7 separate regions of the Mus musculus genome follow, and all the other regions are linked to region 3. Evidence: chromatin contacts called from public ChIA-PET, HiChIP or PLAC-seq, Micro-C and promoter capture Hi-C data. All regions are on one chromosome and are shown on one strand. The core of a region is the stretch at or near the end of the contact, and the rest is flanking DNA. Distances in the headings are between cores, read along the strand shown. Region 1 holds the start of Sema4a (sema domain, immunoglobulin domain (Ig), transmembrane domain (TM) and short cytoplasmic domain, (semaphorin) 4A). Region 2 holds the start of Pmvk (phosphomevalonate kinase). Region 3 holds the start of Dap3 (death associated protein 3). Region 4 holds the start of Mex3a (mex3 RNA binding family member A). Region 5 holds the start of Flad1 (flavin adenine dinucleotide synthetase 1). Region 6 holds the start of Adam15 (a disintegrin and metallopeptidase domain 15 (metargidin)). Region 7 holds the start of Lmna (lamin A).

What was found. Promoter capture Hi-C pulls out the DNA fragments that hold promoters and counts their contacts. Hi-C and Micro-C count contacts between places; a contact is called where the count stands out from the background. ChIA-PET counts read pairs in DNA pulled down with a chosen protein or histone mark. HiChIP or PLAC-seq counts read pairs in DNA pulled down with a chosen protein or histone mark. Capture Hi-C pulls out chosen DNA fragments and counts their contacts.
Region 1: an RNA polymerase II ChIA-PET map of memory CD8 T cells shows a contact between it and region 3, with 31 read pairs. The contact joins the promoter of Sema4a here to the promoter of Dap3 in region 3. A contact is called at or near these places in 3 of 115 datasets of contacts at active chromatin or transcription factors (memory CD8 T cells, microglia and thymic regulatory T cells).
Region 2: a contact with region 3 is called in a promoter capture Hi-C map of pancreatic islet. The contact joins the promoter of Pmvk here to the promoter of Dap3 in region 3.
Region 4: a contact with region 3 is called in a Micro-C map of embryonic stem cells, with 5 times the contacts expected there. The contact joins the promoter of Mex3a here to the promoter of Dap3 in region 3. A contact is called at or near these places in 8 of 39 promoter capture datasets (cranial neural crest, frontonasal cranial neural crest, liver and 4 more), 1 of 484 Hi-C or Micro-C datasets (embryonic stem cells) and 4 of 115 datasets of contacts at active chromatin or transcription factors (bone marrow-derived macrophages, cardiomyocytes and embryonic stem cells).
Region 5: a contact with region 3 is called in a promoter capture Hi-C map of embryonic stem cells, with 2.0 times the contacts expected there. The contact joins the promoter of Flad1 here to the promoter of Dap3 in region 3. A contact is called at or near these places in 6 of 39 promoter capture datasets (embryonic stem cells, fetal liver, hippocampal neurons and 3 more), 2 of 115 datasets of contacts at active chromatin or transcription factors (bone marrow-derived macrophages and pancreatic cancer cells) and 1 of 9 other capture datasets (liver).
Region 6: a contact with region 3 is called in a FOXA1 HiChIP or PLAC-seq map of pancreatic cancer cells. The contact joins the promoter of Adam15 here to the promoter of Dap3 in region 3. A contact is called at or near these places in 1 of 39 promoter capture datasets (hippocampal neurons), 1 of 484 Hi-C or Micro-C datasets (embryonic stem cells) and 1 of 115 datasets of contacts at active chromatin or transcription factors (pancreatic cancer cells).
Region 7: a contact with region 3 is called in a FOXA1 HiChIP or PLAC-seq map of pancreatic cancer cells. The contact joins the promoter of Lmna here to the promoter of Dap3 in region 3. A contact is called at or near these places in 1 of 39 promoter capture datasets (pre-B cells), 3 of 115 datasets of contacts at active chromatin or transcription factors (extraembryonic endoderm stem cells, pancreatic cancer cells and trophoblast stem cells) and 1 of 9 other capture datasets (adipose tissue).

Annotation. Positions count from the first base shown.
Region 1 is chr3:88,454,229-88,457,099 of GRCm38.p6, reverse strand. Sema4a (sema domain, immunoglobulin domain (Ig), transmembrane domain (TM) and short cytoplasmic domain, (semaphorin) 4A) reads left to right here and starts at 1,339. Exons shown (of 15, transcript NM_013658.3): 1 at 1,339-1,552; 2 at 2,254-2,421. The coding sequence starts at 2,283.
Region 2 is chr3:89,457,778-89,460,477 of GRCm38.p6, reverse strand. It overlaps Pmvk (phosphomevalonate kinase), which reads right to left and starts at 1,360. Exons shown (of 5, transcript NM_026784.3): 1 at 1,014-1,360. The coding sequence starts at 1,108.
Region 3 is chr3:88,948,748-88,951,582 of GRCm38.p6, reverse strand. It overlaps Dap3 (death associated protein 3), which reads left to right and starts at 1,301. Exons shown (of 13, transcript NM_022994.3): 1 at 1,301-1,715. The coding sequence starts at 1,713. It also overlaps a transcript of Ash1l not described here.
Region 4 is chr3:88,530,516-88,533,215 of GRCm38.p6, reverse strand. Mex3a (mex3 RNA binding family member A) reads right to left here and starts at 1,270. Exons shown (of 2, transcript NM_001029890.3): 1 at 368-1,270. The coding sequence starts at 821. Gm38618 (a long non-coding RNA gene) reads left to right here and starts at 1,336. Exons shown (of 2, transcript XR_867447.3): 1 at 1,336-1,859.
Region 5 is chr3:89,410,452-89,413,161 of GRCm38.p6, reverse strand. It overlaps Flad1 (flavin adenine dinucleotide synthetase 1), which reads left to right and starts at 1,281. Exons shown (of 8, transcript NM_177041.4): 1 at 1,281-1,378; 2 at 1,782-2,004. The coding sequence starts at 1,918.
Region 6 is chr3:89,348,654-89,351,353 of GRCm38.p6, reverse strand. It overlaps Adam15 (a disintegrin and metallopeptidase domain 15 (metargidin)), which reads left to right and starts at 1,326. Exons shown (of 23, transcript NM_001037722.3): 1 at 1,326-1,545. The coding sequence starts at 1,467. It overlaps Dcst1 (DC-STAMP domain containing 1), which reads left to right. Exons shown (of 16, transcript NM_029974.2): 16 at 840-1,135. The coding sequence ends at 1,091. It also overlaps a transcript of Dcst2 not described here.
Region 7 is chr3:88,502,018-88,504,717 of GRCm38.p6, reverse strand. It overlaps Lmna (lamin A), which reads left to right and starts at 1,366. Exons shown (of 12, transcript NM_001002011.3): 1 at 1,366-1,970. The coding sequence starts at 1,615.

The DNA of each region.
Region 1 (2,871 bases), core at 90-2,589, 490 kb after region 3:
CAAGTGTGAGCTTCTCACATTGTCCGAGGGCCTGGGAGAGCACTTGGTCTCCTGAGGACGCCCAGGGACAGGAAGAGAGTAAAGAAGGATGGCATTGGAGCTGCTCCTCTGGTCACAGCTCCTCCCTGTGACCCAGATAGGCCAATCTGTCTCCAAAGAGAGGCCCTGAGGTGGTGGCTTCCCAAGCCTGATCTAGAGGTCAAGGAGACTCAGAAGTTTGTGTCAGCACAGGGAGATTGGCAAAGTCCTCACAGTGAACGGAGAGCTTGGGGGGGGGCGGGTCTTAGCAAGCTTTGACAGATGAAGCCATCAGGAGGGTCTGTGTGAGCCCAGCTCCTGGGCCACACTGGAGAACGGAAGCAGAGGGGAAAGCATGAAGGGAAGGCCAAGCAGGCTCTACCGAGGAATGCTTTCCGTCTAGGAGCTGTAACTGGAAGGGTGGAGGACAGCCTACAGTGGGGACCATCCTGGCAGTGAGGATGGTGTTTACAGTGAAGATAGGGTATGTCCTGGAGGTAGACCAGCTTGGGTCACTGTGCTCTTTAACCTGAAGTCAGCTGACCCGGGAGAGTGGGCAGCAGCCCAACCACTCTTTATTGGCCTAGGAGCCCTTGGTTACTCATTAACCCTGCGTTATGAGGTCTTCCTGGAACCTTTGGGGAGGAGGAACCAGCCACCATGCCAGCTGGGTGCTTCAGCTCCAAAGCGTATCCCAAGAAGCACGCGTTCAAATGGGGAATTTCTCCAATTTCCCACTGAGACGTCAAATTACTAGGGCTTCCTCAGCAAAGTCATAGGGAAAAACCAAAAAACTAATACAAATGTAGGATTTTTATTTATTTTTTATTTTTTTGATACGGGGTTTCTCTGTATAGCCCTGGATGACCTGGAGCACACTCTGTAGATCAGGCTGGCCTCGAACTCAGAGATCTGCCTGCCTCTGCCTCCCGAGTACTGGGATTAAAGGTATGCCTCGCCACCATGCCAGCTTTAAACGTGTTATCTTTCAAGAATGTGGTCCTACTGGGTGTGGGAGGTCGGGAGGTCTCAGTATGTGGCAGTGGGGGAACCCCACAATGGGGTCAGAGAGAGAAGGAATAGGAGAGAGACGGTGTCATACCGAGCTCTCTTGAGCAAGAGGAGTCTGCAGCTTGGGCTGGTTAGACTGGAAGTGGTGTGCGGGAGAAACAAGGGCATCACTGAACTGGCCGGGAAGGAACTCTTAATTTCTGGATAGACTAAGGAGGGAGGGAGGTGTGTCTCCTGCAAGGCCTTCAAGCCTCACCCCCACTCCCACACTCCACCAGTCTCCCCGCCCTGATCCACCAACTTCCGCCCAAGCCAGCCAGGATCTGTCACAACTCGAGGTAGAAATTCTGGTTTCCCTGGCCTGAAACCCACACTGGCTCTGGCAGGATGGGTGCCTGGAGGGCCGCGCGCCCGTTCCAGCCAGGCTGAGCCTGCTTGCCTTGCCTGGACCCCCTTCTTTGCCTCGGATGGCACCCTGATTCAGGGTTTGAACACAGGACTTCTCAGTGTGGCTGGCTCAAGGGTATGTGAGATGAGGCGGGGGCGGGGGAGGGGTGTGAACCTGCATTCAGTGGCCATGGGGGAGGCTGATTGCGGAGCTCTGGGGAGGCAGACAGGGGGGCTGGAGAAGTTGAGAGTCTGCCAAGGACTCCTGCCCAGGCCACTCCCAGGAAATACAGAGGGCAGCCCCACCACAGTGGTAGATAAACTGGCACGCCCCTATCCCTAAGAAGAAGGCTAGATGGGCCCGATTAAGCAAGAGTCAGAGCCCCTGGGGGCTGAGGAGAGGGTAGGCTGTCTGCCTGGGTTGGGGTGAGTAGCGGGCATAAGGTGTCACAGCACAGGCCAGCCTGGGGAAATCTACCTTTTGCATACAGGAACTAGTTCCCTAGAAGACCTTTGCCCAGGGCCAGAGATGATCAGAGCTCTGGAGCACGGGGCCAGGAGATGCTGAGGGGGCAAAGTGGAAAGGAATTTTTCTGTGAGTCAGGTGAGAAATGGCAAGGTAGTTTTTTTAATGGTTAGGTGACCAGAGGCACAGCGTGGGCCACAGCAGCACCCTATGCAGAGGGCAGCAGGAGGCACCTTCAAGGCTGGGGATGGATGGAAGTGAGACTCTGAGGGCCCTTCCAGAGAGGAACTTCTGCCCCCTGGGGCTCTCCTATTGGCCCTCAGGAAGGGTGTGGTAAGCATGGCTAACCCAGAAAGTGCCTGTTTCCTCAGAACCATCTGGTGACCATCTCAGGCTGACCATGGCCCTACCATCCCTGGGCCAGGACTCATGGAGTCTCCTGCGTGTTTTTTTCTTCCAACTCTTCCTGCTGCCATCACTGCCACCTGCTTCTGGGACTGGTGGTCAGGGGCCCATGCCCAGAGTCAAATACCATGCTGGTAAGTGTCTAGTACCTGGGAGGTATGGATGGCACCATAGAGATGAAGGGGCTGAGGAAGGAGAAGGGTGTGCCAGAGGGGACGAAATGGCACGAAGAAACAGAGATGCCAGGGAGCCTGGGAGGGGCTGGGAGAAGAAGAGGCCACCTGAGGCACAAGTTGATCTGTAAGGGAAGGAAGGGTCACTGTGACCCTTTTCTGCCAACTCAGTGGTTTTTCTTTCCCTCAAATGTCAGTCACTAAGCAAGGAGCCTTAAACTCCTGACTGCTTTTTCAGTACCAGGAGCTGGAAAGCTAAAGCTCGCTCTAGATTGTCTGAGGAGCTGGAGGGCCCAAGCCAACTGCAGAGGTCACACCGGGCCAGATCCTGTCCAGGAGACTGGGCATCAGAAGGGATCCTAGCAGCTCACCCAGCCTCGGTGGTTTCTTGAGGAGGCTGTTCGGTTACTG
Region 2 (2,700 bases), core at 111-2,610, 510 kb before region 3:
TTACAGACCAAGGCTCTATTCCCAGCACCCACATGAAGGCTCACAACCATCTGTAACTCCAGTTCTGGGGATCACCTGCCCTCTTCTGGCTTCCAAGAACACTCGCACACACCAAGGCACAAACCCACACCCATCACATAAACACATCTTTGAAAATAAATATCTAGAAAGGAAGGACAGAATGAGTGAATGGTGTTTCCAGGCAGGGCAGAGTGAGTGAACGGTGTCTCCAGGCAGGCCAAGCTGAATTTAAATCCTGAGTTTGCTACTTTATAACCCTAGCAAATTTAAAAATTTTAATACTAAAAATTCACCATGTTGTCCACTCTGGCCTTGAACTCCTACATGTATGAGCTCTCCCTGCTGCTGGACCACACACACACACACACACACACACAGAGACACACACACACAGAGACACACACACAGACACACACACACACAGACACACACACACAGAGACACACACACACACACCAGGTTTTAGCTCCTAAGGGCCCCTGCTTCTGCATCTGTGACATGGGATTGCTAATACCACTATTTGGTAAAGAAGCTAAATAGGTTAAATGAGATGATATAGACGCACAACACCTGGCATAGAATATTCCATAAATTCCTGCCATTGCAGGGTGTTCTGGGCAGATTCTCTTTGCAGCAGACACACTCAGGACGTGGTCTTGAAAAAAAACCTTTACAGTCTTGTTAGTCTCCTTATCTAGGCCAGTTACCTCAGACCACAATCATCAAACAGGAATGGCACGTTGAAGGTGCCAGCATAGTAATAGTAGTAATTCATGTTTCTTGAAGGCAGAGCTACATCTTCATAGATCTGCAGTGGCAGTCCCCTAGTTCTTTGAGGGAGATTTGTGCAGGCTGCTGTTTTACTGACCGTGAGGGTCTGCCTTCCCCTGCCCTGTCATCCTGTCCCTCCTTGCCCTCCACGAGCTCCCTCCATAAAGCCCTCCATCACTTGCGGTAGCGCCCTTCCTCGGTTTCCCTGCACCCGCGGACACCTGCTCTTCAGCCTCTCGGTCACGAAGTCCTTCCCGGATTTTCTCTTCCCGCTAAACAGCAGCACCAGACGCGGGGAGGCTCCGAGCGGGGCCATGGTGCCACCAAGCTTCACCAGGCCTAAAGCTGACACTTCGGACCCCTGAAATGCAGCCAAGCACGAAGTGGACCCGCTCAGTAGAAGCAAAAAGGAGGAGGGATCCCACTCCTTCTCCACACTACACAGCCCACATCGAAACCAGCGCGCAGAGAATGGGCGTAGAAACTGGAAGGGAAAGAGCCTTGCAGCCTAGTATCTAAGTACCTTTCCCGCCCCCCCCCGCCCTCCCCCCCCTGCGCAGCACGCACTTAGAACAGTCCACGCCCGCCCAGATGTGACGTCATGGCCCCGCCTTCTCGGCTGACAAGGTGAGCCGAGAGTGACGCTGGAAAGACTAGCCTCAAGTTCCCTTCTACACAACCGGCCAAACATAAAGATAAAGAAAAATAGTAATGTTGAAGGCATTTTCAAATCTGCCTTTTAATTTGTACGTTATAACTCATGCTCTAAAGCAAATATGTGTTTGCCCCGCACTAAAAATAGCTCTTTCCAAAGAAGTAACCAGACAATGACATGATAGGGTGTGTTTCTTGACGTCATAGCGAGGGAGGGGTTTAATGAACAGTATGCTATTTCACTGTTGAAAAGGTTTTGTAACTGCTGAAGCCTCCAGCTGGAACTAAGTGATCTTTTCTTTAGCCGCATACTCCTCTCCAAAGCTTTTCAGAATCTCGAAAAAGAACATTGGTGACATTAGTAACTTAGGTTAAGGAGTTTTGACGCCACTCTGAACAAGATTACCCAATTTCCTCCGGAGACCAACATCCAGCCAGAAGTTGAGAGGCAAAACTAAGAGTGTTCTGACACCTACTTACTGTTATCTGTAGATATAAATTGCTGTCCTACATTTTTCTAAGCTTATCAAAATAAAGCCTGCAGCCTATGACTGCCTCCAGTGTATAAGACTGCAAAGTCTTGTGAAAACCAAAGTGAAACGTAAAGAAACTCTTAGGAAAATCATTTCTTTGCGTATTCGAAAGAGGCTTCGGCGAAGAGATGACTCCGCAGCTAAGAGCACTGGCTGCCCTTGCTGAACACCCACCTAGCCGCTCATAACCAGCTGGAACTGCAGTTCCAGAGGACCTAAAGCCCTCCCTTAGCCTCTGTGGGAACTGCATGCACGAGGTACACAGACATACGGGCAAAACACATAAATCATTTTAAAATAAAGAACAGGAGTGGTCAGGTACAGAAAGAGTGGACCGGGGAGGATCGCCAGAACTGAGGATGTCTGTCTGTTGATAGAGCCTCTGCCTAAGCCTAGGTTTGAGGGCCAGCACTGAATAAACTAGGTTTAGTGGCAAGTGCCAGCCAGCACTGGAAATGGAAGCAGACAAATTCCAGGCCAGCCTGGGCCATAAAATAAAATAAAATAAAATAAAATAAAATAAAGAGAAGGAAGTGAGAGGCTTGGTAAACAGAGGAAAGCAGAACTGTACAACAAAATACTTTGTAAACTTTAAAGTATCCACTCACAGCAGACTGTTTGTTTTAAGCACTGTGATTTCACAGTTTGTAAGTCAGCACATTGTCCCACCTCTGTGCAATAAATATTTCTCTGGGTCCCACCGAAAGCTGGCTCTCACCAG
Region 3 (2,835 bases), core at 52-2,551:
ATGCAGGCAAACTCTTCCTGAACACTCTCCATCCTCGAATTATACACATATAAACAGAGCAGCTATAAACCAACAGACCATCTGGTCTTCAAGACCCAAAACATTTCTTTCCAAGTAGAAACTAACCAGTGACATTTATTAAACTTATTAACACTCAGATCACTATGTCATGTCTGCATATATTTCCGCCTTTCGAGAACACCACAGATCTTGTACAGGTAAACTACCCGCTGAAGATCATCTCCCTTGCTACTTTTGTCCCTTACTTAAACAGACATAAACTGGATCTTGGGGGATGCTCCAATCGGGCCTACTACACAAACTAACCTGTCAGGGGCACAAGCGACTCCGCCTCCACTCGCTTACTTTCCCGTCCCCCTCCCCCAAACCAAGAGCCCGCTGGTCAGGGACACCCCGTCACCCCGCCTAGAGGGACTTCCCGGTAAGCTCAGGATCCCTATCCCTGCTCTCCCTTCCCCCATCCTCACCCCGCTCTCCCGGAGGTCCAGGTCCGGGGGGGTGACAGCGGATCCCGGGTAGCCAAGGAGAGACTACTTGGGGCCTTCAAAGGCCTGCTCACACCGCACTACTCACCGTGCGAGGCCGAGAGCGCCGAGTGCAGGCAAGTGGAGAGAGAGAGGGTGGCAGCCTGGCGCCTCGGCTTCCCTGGCTCCACACTGTAACCCTTCCCGCTTGTCAGGAGGCGGCCAGCGGGTAAGCGGACCGGCGGAAACGCGAGAGAGGAGAAGCCAAAGGCGTAGGTCGGGAAAGGGGAAACCGAGAGAAGGCGGGTCCGGCAACCGAGACCGGGATCGTCTCCCCCCTCCGCAAAGCGAACCCAAAATGGCGGCGGGAGCGGCAGCGGCGGCGGCAGCGGCGGCGGCGGCGGCGGCTCTGGGGAGGGAGGGAGCGAGCGAGCCAGCGAAGGGCGCCGCGTGCCCCCCCTCCCGCCTCCCACTCCTCCCTCCGCGCGCTCTCCCCGCCGCCCTCCCTCCCTCCCTCCCTCCCTCCCTCACCCGACTCCGGCCGCGCAGCGCGCACGCCCGCCCGCACGCTTCCGAGTGGGTCCGGACTGGTCGCGAGCTGCGCCCTCCAACCACCGCCTCCGGCCGCCCCGCGCCGCCAGCACCGACGCGCTCGCTCTGGGGCCTCCGGCTCGCGCGCTCCCGACTCCCTCTCGGCCCTCACGCGTACCTTCCTTGGCGCGAGCCCGAGCCTCCTCCCTCCTCCTCCTCCTCCTCCTCCTTCTCCTCCTCGGCTCGCCTCCCTCTCTTCCCCGCCCCCACGGCTACCAACGGCAGCCACGGCTGCCGCCGCCTTCGCCCCCACCCCTCGAACGTGCGCCTCCCACAATCCCCCCCGCGGGACGTTCCATTGCGCGCCCCTGCTGGGGCCGGGGAGAAGCGGGCACGCCCGCGCAGACGAGGCTGGCCACGGTGACCGGAATGTTTTGAAGAGCGAGCGAAGGTACCTAGGCGCGGACCTCCTGGGACGGGCCACCGCGACGCCGAGGCTTGCTGCCCGCTTCCGGCCGCGGGGCGGGTGGCGCGGTGCCCCTCCGCTGGGCTGTGGTTGCAGCCGCGGCGACTGCGCGTTGGGTAGCTTCCTGCCACACGACCCGAGCTTGCTTCACAACTGCAGGACGGGTGCCTGGGATCCAGCCGCTGGCGGTGTGTGCGGGTCACCGGAGCAGGAGTCCTAGTGTTGGACTCATGGTAAGGGGACTGAGCCACACAGGGGATGCAATGATGAAGGAGGGAAAGGAGCGTGTATTTGAACTGCCCCGAGATAGGGAATGAGGGCAGCAGTGTCGGTGATCCTCCAAGAGGGCATCCTTCAGACCCGGGGCTGCGGACCTGGGACCGGAGGATGAACGGACAGAACGGCTGTTAATATGTTAATGTAGTTTAACCTTGTTAAAGTCCCAGAGGGTACCTATCCTCTGTGATGCTTGTGTGATCCTTGTGCACTTCTCAAAGATTGTGCGAACTCGGTTTGCAACTGGCAGCCTGATGTTAGAGCAGTGGTCCGCGCAGCCTTCCTAATGCTACGACCCTTTAGTACAGTTCCACATGGTGACTCCCTACCATAAAATTAGTTTTGTTGCTACTTCGTAACTGTAATTTTGCTGTTATGAATCTTAATGTAAACATCTGATATACAGGATATCTGATATGGGATCCCTGTGAAGGGTTGTTAGACCTCTCCTCGGGTCGCCACCCGCAGGTTGAGTGTGTGAGGGGATGAAACTATGCACTGAGATTTTATTTCTGGATTTGATCTTTTAGGCCTTCAAATTTTTCCAAGTTATTTATGAGATGCTGGTAGTAAAAATTAGCTAACCCCAAAATATACCTTCAGGGTTGGAGTATGAAATAATGAGATCATATATGTAAAGCAGAATTAGCTCCTGGGTACGGGGAAAATGCGGAGTATTATTGTTATCATTTACAGTGCTGTTGATGTTGATAAGATTTGTAGGTGTAATTGGTAGTTTGTGTTCTATTCATCTAAATTGCTAGTTAAACCAGACCTATGGCATTCATTGGCTGCTAGTATTTGTTTCCGTGTTGACATTGGATGAGTGAATTCAGGGCATGTGATGTTAAAACCCCAACGTTTGATCTACTCATTTTTAGTCTCCCACAAAAAGCAAAGCAAAATTTTAGAGGAATGGCACCTTAAGTTTCCTTTCTTATCTGTGAATTCTTACCTTTGTGATTCAGGGGAAATTTAAACATTACTGCGTTCCATTCATCTCCAGAACCCATTCAATTAATATTCAGTCTTTTTTTGGAATAGGGGTTAAATTGTCTTTTGAGTGGTTGTTTATTT
Region 4 (2,700 bases), core at 21-2,520, 420 kb after region 3:
ACAAGCAGAAACTAGAGTAGGGGCTCCCAAGTAATTGCACATTCCGTCAGTCCTTCCAGCCAGGAGCCGACACCCCCTCCGCACAGACCCTGGGATTGGGAGGCAGCTCCCCCTCCCCTTTCCTCTCCCAGTTCCAGGATATTTCTTTGTCTACGGGCGGAGCCCCAGGGGAGGAAGGGTCCCGAGAGTCGTCCCGACTAGGGGTAGCAGGGAACTTTGTGGCACTTGGAATCTGGGCAGGGGGCGGGGCCCCCTTTGTCGGGAAGGGACAGAGCCAGAGGCGCGCAAAGAAGGAAGCGATGAACTTTCCGTGCCGGGGACAGCAAGCCCCCACTCCAACCCTCGCAGTGTCCAGACGCCCGCTTACCTTGCCTGCCCACGATCTCGGCCACGTGCTCGGAGGTGGGCACGGGAACGCACTCCGTGGTGTTGCTGCTGCCCTTCAGTCGCAGCTCGGCCTCTTTGTAGAGCGCGCAGAGCTTGGCGTCGTTCGCCCCTTTGGGGGCGGTGGGGGGCTGGGGCGTCTGCGCCGCGGGGGCCGCGCTCGGGGCGGCCGGGGCCGCCGCGGGCGGCGGCGGCGGGGCCGGCTGCGGGGGGGCGGCCGGCTGCGCGGGGGCGCCGCCCCCCCCACCTCCCCCGTCCTCGCCCGCCGTGGGGGCGGGGGGCTCCCCCAAACCCAGGAGGCAGAGTTGATCAAGAGCCAGCTGAAGGGCGCGCTCGTCTTCCAGCAGCCCTCGGTCCTTAGCGCTTCCCCCGAAACATCCTAGTTCTCCAAAGCCCCCATTTCTTTCCATTATTCCAGATACCACTAGACTAGGCATGGCGAAACAAAAGCTGGGGGAGAGAGGGAGAGAGAGAGGTGGTGGAAGGGAGAAGAGGAGAGAGGAGGGGAGGGGAGAGGAGAGGAGGGGGTGTGTGGGGAGGGGGAACAAAGAGCTGGGGAGGGGGGAAGAAAGCGAGATAGAAAGATAGACCCACCCCTAAGCCCCCCTCCCCAAGCACCCTGTAACCTGACTCCCCTCGCCCCAGCCCCCGGGTGGGGGTGGGGGAAAAGAAGCAAAACCAAGAAAGCAGATCTCCTCTCGCTCCGGGGTGACGGGGTGGGGTGGGGGGCTGCGGGCCCTAGCCCCCACCCCTCCGCCTCGGACCCAGAGTCTCTACCCTCCGCCGAGCAGACGCCCCCTTAGGTTCCCGCACCGAGCCCCAGTCCCGGAGCGTCGCTCAGTGGCCCCCAATAGAGCCCAGCCCCTTCCAGCGCTCAAACTCTTTTGTTTTAAATGAACTGGATGGAGCAGCATGGAACTGACGGGAGGGGGGCGCGCCGGGGGCGCCCGGGGCATGCCGGGAGTTGTAGTTTCCCGCCCTCGGGCGCGGGGAGGAATTCCTCAACCCGGGCAAGAAGGGGATTGCGCCCCTCGGGCTCTGCCCACTGGTCACGGGAAAAGCCTCGGGTGGGTTGGGAGTTGTGGTCCGAGAAATTTTAGGAGCTGGCAGTATGCGGGAAGGGAGCGGGTGTGGAAAGGCGTTTCTCCTCTGCCCGCGGGTCCCGGGCCTCTTTCTTATGGTAATGAGGGCCGGGGCGGAGCGGCCTCGTGGCTGCAGTGCCCTCCCTCCTCCCGCGCGCGATCGCGGAGTCCACGGGCTCGGGCCTCTGGGAGAGAGCTGGTGGAGCAGACAAAGCCCGCGGCCGCTACAGTGGGAGGAGCAGGTCTCTGCGCTGTGTGGGGGCCAGGAAGGGGCGTTCGGTTGGGGGTGGGACCCCCGGTAGAGGATGTGGTTCCCTCTCTTCTCGGAGGTAGCAAGCCCTTCCCCCTCCCCCAGCCCCCCAGTTCCGGGATCTCAGAGGCCACGACTGGGAGGTGAGTTAGTTCGTGCCCCCGTGGTCCGTGCAGTGACCCGGGGAGGATGAGGAGGCGTGGAGGGAGAGGATGGGGGTGGGGGCTGATCCGGGAAGCCAGAAGGGTCCTAGAGGCTTCGTATGGCTTAATTTGGAGCCTTGAACCTTGAGTAACAGGAGTGAGATTGGGGGCCCCTGAGAACCCAGGTTTTTTATTTTTACTTTTTTAGACCTGAGCCTCGAATATAGTGGAGGAAATCTTTTGTCCCTTAGGACGGTCATTTCGCTGTTTCCTTTGCCTCCTTTATAAACCAGTAATTCAGCCCTTTTAACCCTAGAAATATGGCGAAAGAGATCATAAATAAGCTTTTAAGATTTGACTGTTAAGAGGGGAGTTAGAGTGTACTGCATTCTTTTCTCTTTCTTTCTTTTTTACTTCCCCCCTACTCTGTATCTTCTGGTTTTTGTTTTTGTTTTTCTTTCAAGAGAGGGATGGGATCTAAAGGTCTTGTGGTCAGGCTCAAGGAGTCACCTCCCCAAGTTGGATCACAGTAGATGGGTATGCTGGGTGGGTAGGAGTCCCGCCCCTGCCCGAGGGGTTTCCTTTGGGAAATCTGAGCTAGTCTAGAGGAAAAGTTTTGCATGAAGGTAGGGCAGTAGATTGACAATGGGGATGTCAGGAGGCACAGTGAGGCCAAAGGCCAGGAGGGCTGAGCTCAGGCCCGGTCCTTATAAGCTGATTTTTGGAAAGTGCGTTTGCACAGCATTTGGGAAGGCTGGAGTCTGAGCTGAGTGGTCGGTGGGTATGAGAGTTGTGGCTCTCCCCCTTCGGTATAGATGGTGAAGGAGAACTTTGAGCTGAG
Region 5 (2,710 bases), core at 32-2,531, 460 kb before region 3:
GATGGTTCAGCAGGTAAGAGTAAGACTCCGCCACCCAAATTGGGATAGATCCTAGGCCCCACATAAAGGTGAAAGAAAAGGGACTCCAGAAAGTTGTCCTCTGGCTTCCATTTGCATGCTGGGACACTGCTGTCCTTCCTAGTCATACAATAATAGTAAAAGCTTTTTTAAAAAAAAGAAAAAAAAAACCCAGATGATTAAGCTATTTTTCCCCAGCAAAGCAAAGGGTGGAGGGGCACTGAAGTAGGAATGAAATGTTGTGAGTACCCAAAGTGAGTCCAAGGTACTCCTGCGTACCCCTCTCTCCAGGGACCCATCATTGGGAAGTGATGTTCTGGAGGCAGGTGGGGCAGGAAAGGGTTTTTACATTTTAAAGTCAGAGAAGCTTAAGTAGTTTTTCCCTTTATATTAGAAACAAACGAAGGTTCCACACCCTGCAGCTCACACCTCATTGTTAATGCTAATAACATCTTCACCTTCCCCACGCCTTTAATCCCAGCATTTGGGAGGCAGAGGCAGGCGGATTTCTGAGTTCGAGGCCAGCCTGGTCTACAGAGTGAGTACCAGGACAGCCAGGGCTATACAGAGAAACCCTGTCTCAGAAAAAAAAAAAAAAAAAGAAAAACCATCTTCACCTTCTCAAATTTAAGAGGCAAAGCCAAGCGGTGGTGGCCCACGCCTTTAATCCCAGAACCTGGGAGGCAGAAGCAGGAGGAGTTAATAAACCTGGTCTACAGAGCGAATTCCAGCTACACAGAGAAACCCTATCTCGAAAGAGGAGAGAGGGGTAGAGACAGAAAGAGAAATGTGATGCAATGAAGTGTAGTAACACATGATTTGAATCCCACCACTCCCCAGGCAGTTCGAGACCAGGCTGATCGGTTTAAACAAGTTACTTCCCGGGCTATATACTGGGGCTCTGTCTGAACTGTTTTTTAATATTTGAATGAAACAGAATCAGACCTTCATTTTCTTCTAGTACTACAAAGCAGCACCCGACAGTCCCACCCGACAGTCCTTAAAACACCTCCCAATATTTTCCCTTCGAGTACCAGAACACTTTAAGTCCCGCCCTCCATGGGCTAAGGCCAGGCCCCTATTTTTACTTCCGGACAGTGATGACTACATGGTGTTGCCAATAACAACTTAGCATTTCCTCTAGCTCCGCGATGAGGCGCGTGAGCGATTGCCGGTTAGACCAATAGAACCACTGGTAGGAGTGAGCGACAGCCAAAATAACCAATCAACATGAAGCATTGTAAGGCGGGACTTTGAGTACGGAAGCTGTCCTAGGACATGCGGAAAGGAAAGAGCGAATGACCCTGTGCAGGGGGCAAAATAGAGGTGGGATGATACGAGATCAGTGATCTGAAGCCTGGTGAGAAAAAGAGATCTCGGGATAGAAAGGGTGCAGAAGTAGGTTGAGCCCTGGTCATTGGCGGAGGGAGGAAAGAAATGCATTTAAAGGGACCCTAAGGCCCAGAATAAGGTAGACATTTAAAGGGACAGGTGATCCGAAGAGAAGAGACATTTAAAGGTGCAGATATACCCAAGATAGGGCAAATTTTAAACCTGCTCGGCAGACGGAGATATCTAAAGTGGTAGGTCTTGGGAAAACATGGCACTTTAAAGGAATAGGAATCGAGACGTTTTTAGGAACCTGGGGCTTAAGAGTATGTTAAAGAGGCCGGAGTAAGGGTGACTAAAGAAGATTGAGCCTTCCTTCCTCTAGGAAGAAGGTACACTCCTGACGTCTTCATTGTCCTTTCTGGCTCTTCCAGGTTCCCTCAACCCCGGAACTCAGGGTATGGCCTCCTGCATCCTGTAGACCTGGCGGCCTCTCAGTACATACGGCCCCAATTTGGGGTTCTGAGTGGCTACTGGAAAGCCTTGCAAAAGAGCACAGAGGGCAGGACCATGGCATCTAGGGCCTCTGAACTGCCCCCAGGATCAGGGCGCAGCGTGACAGCAGGCATCATCATTGTTGGAGATGAGATCCTTAAGGTGTGTCTGGAACGGAAGAGGGGAAGAGTGTGGCATTCTATTGTCGTGGACTCTTTACGGTGAAAGGAGGGAAACCGGAGTAGGAATCCCCTTTCTTGCCAAAGTCCGGCCCTGGAGTGAGTCCTAACACATTGGAGGAAAAGTGACCCTTCGGTTGAGTGTTTCTGTTGAAAGATGGGTAGTAACTTTCCTACAACTTGCTACGAAGTATGACTGGGGGCAGAGTAGCCACATAACAAGTGACAGGTGGCACAGCAAGTAGAGGAAGCTCAGCAGGCTGGATAGGCGAGCTAGAAGGAAGGTAAGAGAAGAAAGGACTCTATTCTGGACGGCCAGGGTGCTGTTAGAGGATGTGGCAAGCATGGGTTGGCAACAGTAATAGTTACCCTGATCTTTTTTAGTGTCTACCAGAGGCTGGTCTGCACTTAACTATATCACATGTGGCCTTACAAACTTCAAAAATTCCATGAAATTGGGGTTTTTATTACAGATCTCTATAAATTATGAAACAGCCTCAAGGAGGTTAGGAAACTTACCCCAGATCACAAGCCTACAAAGTCCTAGGAACAAAGTGATACATGCCTTAACCTCCAGCACTTGGGAGACAGAGGCAAGTGGATCTTTGTGAGTTCGAGGCCAGCCTGATCTACATAGCCAGTTCCAGAACAGCCAGGGCTACACAGAGAAACCCTGTCTCAAAATAAAT
Region 6 (2,700 bases), core at 77-2,576, 400 kb before region 3:
TTCGGAAAGTGAGACTGTGGAATGGCCACAAAGCTTGGGACTTGGTTCCTGCCAGGTTTGACTCAGATCTGACTTAGGAAAGTTACACCATCTTTCTGAGATTTTTTTTGGGGGGGGGTTGAGTTTTTTGTTTGTTTGTTTGTTTTTCGAGACAGGGTTTCTCTGTGTAGCCCTGGCTGTCCTGGAACTCACTCTGTAGACCAGGCTGGCCTCAAACTCAGAAATCCACCTGCCTCTGCCTCCCAAGTACTGGGATTAAAGGTGTGCACCACCACCACCCGGAGAGATTTTTTAAAAAAGACTTAATTAAAATTTGCACTTATTTAATGTGTATGGGTGTTTTGCCTATGCATATGTCTGTGTCCTCATGGGTGGCTGGTGTCCAGGGAGGCCAGAAGATCATCCAGTTCCCTGGAACTCAAGTGACAGGCAGTTGTTAGCTATGTGGGTGCTGGGATTCAAACCTGGGTCCTCTGGAAGAGCAGTCAGGGTTCTTAACCACGGAACCATCTCTCCAGCCCAGTAAGGTGTAAATTGTGCCCTCCTCCCTTCTAAGCCTAAGTACCAAATTAAGCCGCTCCACAGGTGTACAGAATTGTTGTGGGTCATCCTTGGGAGTAAGTTTGGGCACGCCAGGCTCCGCAGCCCATCATGGAGAAGAAGACTCTTTCGATTTATCTCAATATCGCCCTCGAGGGCTCTTCTTGTCTACCCCAGCTTCCTCCAATATAGCATTGTCAGGCCTTGGGACTTCATACATTAAGAGCTGCCCAGTGCCCCTGACAACCCTTTCTGCTCAGCCCACTTGGCATTAACCAATCCACCTCATCTTCCAACAGCCCCACTACCTGGTGGAGGCTCTGTATCGCCGGTGCCCTCTCCTGCACCGCTTCATGCGTCAGCGCTGTGTGGTGTGCCAGGCAATGGAGACGCCGGATTCCTACGTGTGCCCCACACCAGACTGCAAGGCCCTGTACTGCCGGTCGTGCTGGGACGACATGCAACGGCTCTGCCCGGTGTGCACGCCCCGCGAAGAGCTCTCGTCATCCGCCCACAGCGACAGCAACGACGACGCTGTGTATGGCGATTGAAGGGATGCTGCCCGCCTTCTTGCTTAATAAAGTGTGATGCACGCTCCTGCGGCTGGTGCTTCGCAGGCATCCGGGATTGGGTGAGCCGGAAGAACTGGCCCGCACAATCTCCACGAAGCCGGGCTACAGACGGGAGGCAGGATGGAGGGAAGGCGCGAGTCTTGTGGTGTCCAAACCCATCCCGGTAGCTGCCGGAAAGAGGCTGCGCTGAGCGGCAGGGGCGGAGCCTCAGACGGGGCGGGGCGGAGCCTCAGACGGGGCGGGGCGGGGCCTAGTTGCTGCGCTGCACCGAGCTGGTGTCCGGCGGGGCCGTGGCTGCTCCTCCACGCGTAGCCCCGCACCTGCTGCCCCAGTCCAGCCCGGAGCTCCGCGGCCATGCGGCTGGCGCTGCTCTGGGCTCTGGGACTCCTGGGCGCGGGCAGCCCTCGGCCCTCCCCGCCGCTGCCAAATATAGGTGAGTTCCCAGGACAGTGGGTCGAGGGGATGATTTGGAAAGAGGTACAAGGAAACCCGGAGGCAATGGGGTGTTGGGGTCTGCCGGAGCCTAACCAGAGGGCAGCCTGCGTGATCTGCGGACCAAAGCCTAGGGCCAGGTAATTTGGAGAACGAAAGGAAGAGGAGGATGGGGAGGAGGAGGAGGAGGAAGAGGAGGAGGGAGGATGGCGTCCTCTGTCCTGAAGTCCCGAGTTATCCCTGCAGACACTTTTGAGTCTCAGGCACTGAAGAGCGTGCGCGGGGGGTGGGGGTGGGGCGCTCAGATCATGGAAAGAGTCACTCCTTAGGACTGACGTCTTCGTCTCTCTAGTGCCTAGCTGACAGTTCTACTCAATGAAGTGCCCGGACTAGCTAGTGGGGTTTTAGTGAAAAGGATTATTTTCAGCCGTTCATTCCAGACCTGGGCGGCCAGCACCGCTCACTCGGGTGCGGTTGCCACCAGAAGCCTGGCGGAGCGGGAGGGGCCCGGAGGAGCCAGGGGAGGGAGCTTTCGCCAGGAAAGAGACTGGGACACCAACTCCTCCTTGGAACTTTCACTTCCCGCTGCTGTCTTGGGCTGGGGGCCGAGAGGGTAGGCGGGGGTGGAGTGTCCGGAGAGGAGAGGGCCATTGTTGGGGGGTGCTGGCGGAGGAAGCGGAGGCTGTTGGGAACGGGTGCGCCTGACTGGGCATCAAGGCTGTTTAGGGAGGTCAGAGTGTTTGCACTGCTCACCCAAAGATGGGTGTTCCCGGCAGGCATCTCTACTGTGAGGGAAAAGGAAGGGCAAGTGGGCACTAGGCCACAGACTTCTCTTAGACCTAAGAAAGGGCATTCCTGATTGGGTGGGGAGTGTGATTGGGAAGGGATGGGAACAAGGGAGGGCCCCCGTGAAAATCTTGGGATTGGCCAAAGGGAAGGCAAGGAGGAGCTGCAAGCTGGATACTCTGAACTTTGGGGACTTATGGGTGAAATCCGTAAGTTGGGGAAAAAAAAACCCCTCCTTCCCATATCCTCCTTTAAATCCTGGCACACACTGCAGGACCGCTTAAGTCACTGATATAGCCTTCTGTGCTGAGGGTCGGTGGGTCTGAGGACACTAGTGATTCCAGCCTTGCTAGGGATTTCCTCAGCAATC
Region 7 (2,700 bases), core at 117-2,616, 450 kb after region 3:
AAAAACAAACCCCCCCCCCACCACCAACAACAACAACAAAAAAAAAAACAAAAAAAAACAAAAAAAGCAGCAGCAACAACAAAATCTCTTAAGAGTCCCAACTCAAGCCCACTGCCTGGACCTGCAGGAACTGCAAGCTAATCAGCAATGGACAGGGGAAAGCACATGGCAAAAGGGGAAGGAACATGGCAGAAGGGGATGCCAGGGCCAGTAAGGCTTAGGCTAGGGTTACAGGAGAGGATTAGACAGCTGATCGGGAGTCTTTGATGGAGGCTGGAGACCCCGGGACATGGAACCAGGGGACCAGGTTACTGTATTGGGAGATCATCTAGTCAGGGCCCACCCAGAACTGGCTAGACAGGCATGCAGTGGCTGAGGAGGGGGTAGCTTTGCTGTTCTTGCTCACACCGTTTAAGATGGAACCAGGATGGAGACCCTGCATTAACAACCCTCTGACCCCGTTCCTCTTTTCAGGCCCTTCTCGAAGCCACAAAAATCTGGAACCTGGTGTCCTGGCCATGTGCTGAATGCACGCACAGCACAGCTCTGGTATCTGTTTTAAATTATCCATTAAAATAAGTACAGTCCTGGAAAAAAATAAGTACAGTCTTGGATTTGGTTGGGTGGAGTGAGCTGAAGAAAGGGGCTGAAACGAGGGATTTCAGCAGCCCCTTTTTCCAGCTGTCTAGGTCCAAATGAAAGGGGAGGGGGGAGTGGGCGGGGCCAACTTCTGGCTTCTATTCTTGGCCTTCTCTTGGGGACTGAGGCTTATTTCTTAGATCTAAAACCCAATGTTTGGTTTTAAAGCCAAAAATATAAGGGAAGTGCATAGGTTTGGGTTTTGTTTTTTGTTTTTTCCCGAGGTCCTTGATCTTTGCCCCCAAATTTGAGGGCATAAAGTAATCCCTCAGTTACCTAAAAACACAGCCATTCCTTTGCCATTCCACTCTCCTGGATTGGCCGCTTCTGTGCGCGGGGGAGAGGTGACTCACTATTACTACTGAGGAAAGGGGAGCCAGTGGTGGAAGTGGGGTGAGTCACTGATGGGCAGCAGCTTCAGCCCTCCCCCCAACTTCCTTGGCTCTCTGGGGATGCCTGATCCTCTCCCTCACTTTGCACCTACTTCCCCTGGTCCCTCACCACTACCCTTTGCCCACCCACTCAAATTCTTTGGCTCTGCTCTTTACTCCAGAAGGCCAAAGGCAAGCTTAGAGTTGAGTAGGCAGGAACCAACATTGTGAAGCCCCAGGCCAGAAAGGGGTGTTCTGCAGAGTGAGGGTTGGCATGCTGGCTCCTCCTCACCATACCTGCCCCCGCCCCTTTGGGTACAGGATGGCTCCTTTAAGAGCAGTGGATCCACCCCCTGTAGAGGAGGGCCTATTAGAGCCTCTGCCTGGCTGTCAGTGACTCAGTGTTCGCGGGAACGCTGCCTCAGCCTCAACACCAGCCAACCCAGATCCCGAGGTGCGCCAGCGCCCAGCCCAGATCTCCACGCCTGCCAGGAGCGAGCTTCGCCGGCTCGCTGTCCCCCTGAGCAGCCTCTGTCCTTCTGTCCAAGTCCCGCGCCCTTCTCGGGACCCCTGCCCAGCGGGCAGCACTGTCACCCTGCCGGCCATGGAGACCCCGTCACAGCGGCGCGCCACCCGCAGTGGGGCGCAGGCCAGCTCTACCCCACTGTCGCCCACTCGGATCACCCGGCTGCAGGAGAAGGAGGACCTGCAGGAGCTCAATGACCGCCTGGCCGTGTACATCGATCGCGTGCGTTCCCTGGAGACCGAGAACGCGGGGCTGCGCCTTCGCATCACTGAGTCTGAAGAGGTGGTCAGCCGAGAGGTGTCCGGCATCAAGGCGGCCTACGAGGCCGAGCTGGGGGATGCCCGCAAGACCCTTGATTCTGTGGCCAAGGAGCGCGCCCGCCTCCAGCTAGAGCTGAGCAAAGTGCGTGAGGAGTTCAAGGAGCTGAAGGCTCGGTGAGTGAGGCCCGGCCGGCCGGCACCAGGGAGGCAGCAGTCGCCTGTAACTGGCCATCTAGTCCCCTCCCTCCCCGGAACTGCCTCCCGCGGGTGACTGGCAGTGCCAAGGGTAATAGACATGATAGGACATAGAAGGGAGGGGGTCTCTGTGAGAGGGTGGGGGATATAAAGAGTGGTGGGGGCATTGAGACCAAGTAGCGTTGGTGACAGGGCCTATGCTGTCAAGGTGGGATTTTTCAGTCATTTGGAGCTTGGGGGATGGGCTTGAGGAAGGTAGAACAGGCTCTACCAGGTCTTGGAACTCCCGAACGCCGCCCGGGACACATCAGAATGGGTGAAAGGGTTTTATTAGAACTTTCTTGGTAGGTTTGGCACTTTGCCAATCTTGCCCAACGTGGCTCTGAACACATGATGTCCACTAAGACATAGCGCCCACACTGACATTTGTCCAGTGGTACTGTAATGGAGTTACCAAGGCTGCATAGCCCCTTTCTCCCATGGCTGTGTAAGCACGGCCTTCTCCTGGTTCTTTCTAGGAGCTGAGAATGTCTGGAGCTTTTCCTAGACTCTCAGGCCCACCAGAAGCACACCAGGAGATCTGCTCCCCCGCAGCTCCCACAGCCCTTGGCCTCCCTGGTCGAGGAATGCAAGGGAGGGTGGGGAGGGAGACCGGGCACAGAAGCTAATGGCTCTGGAAATTCTGTTATGCCTGAGTCGGGGACACCCC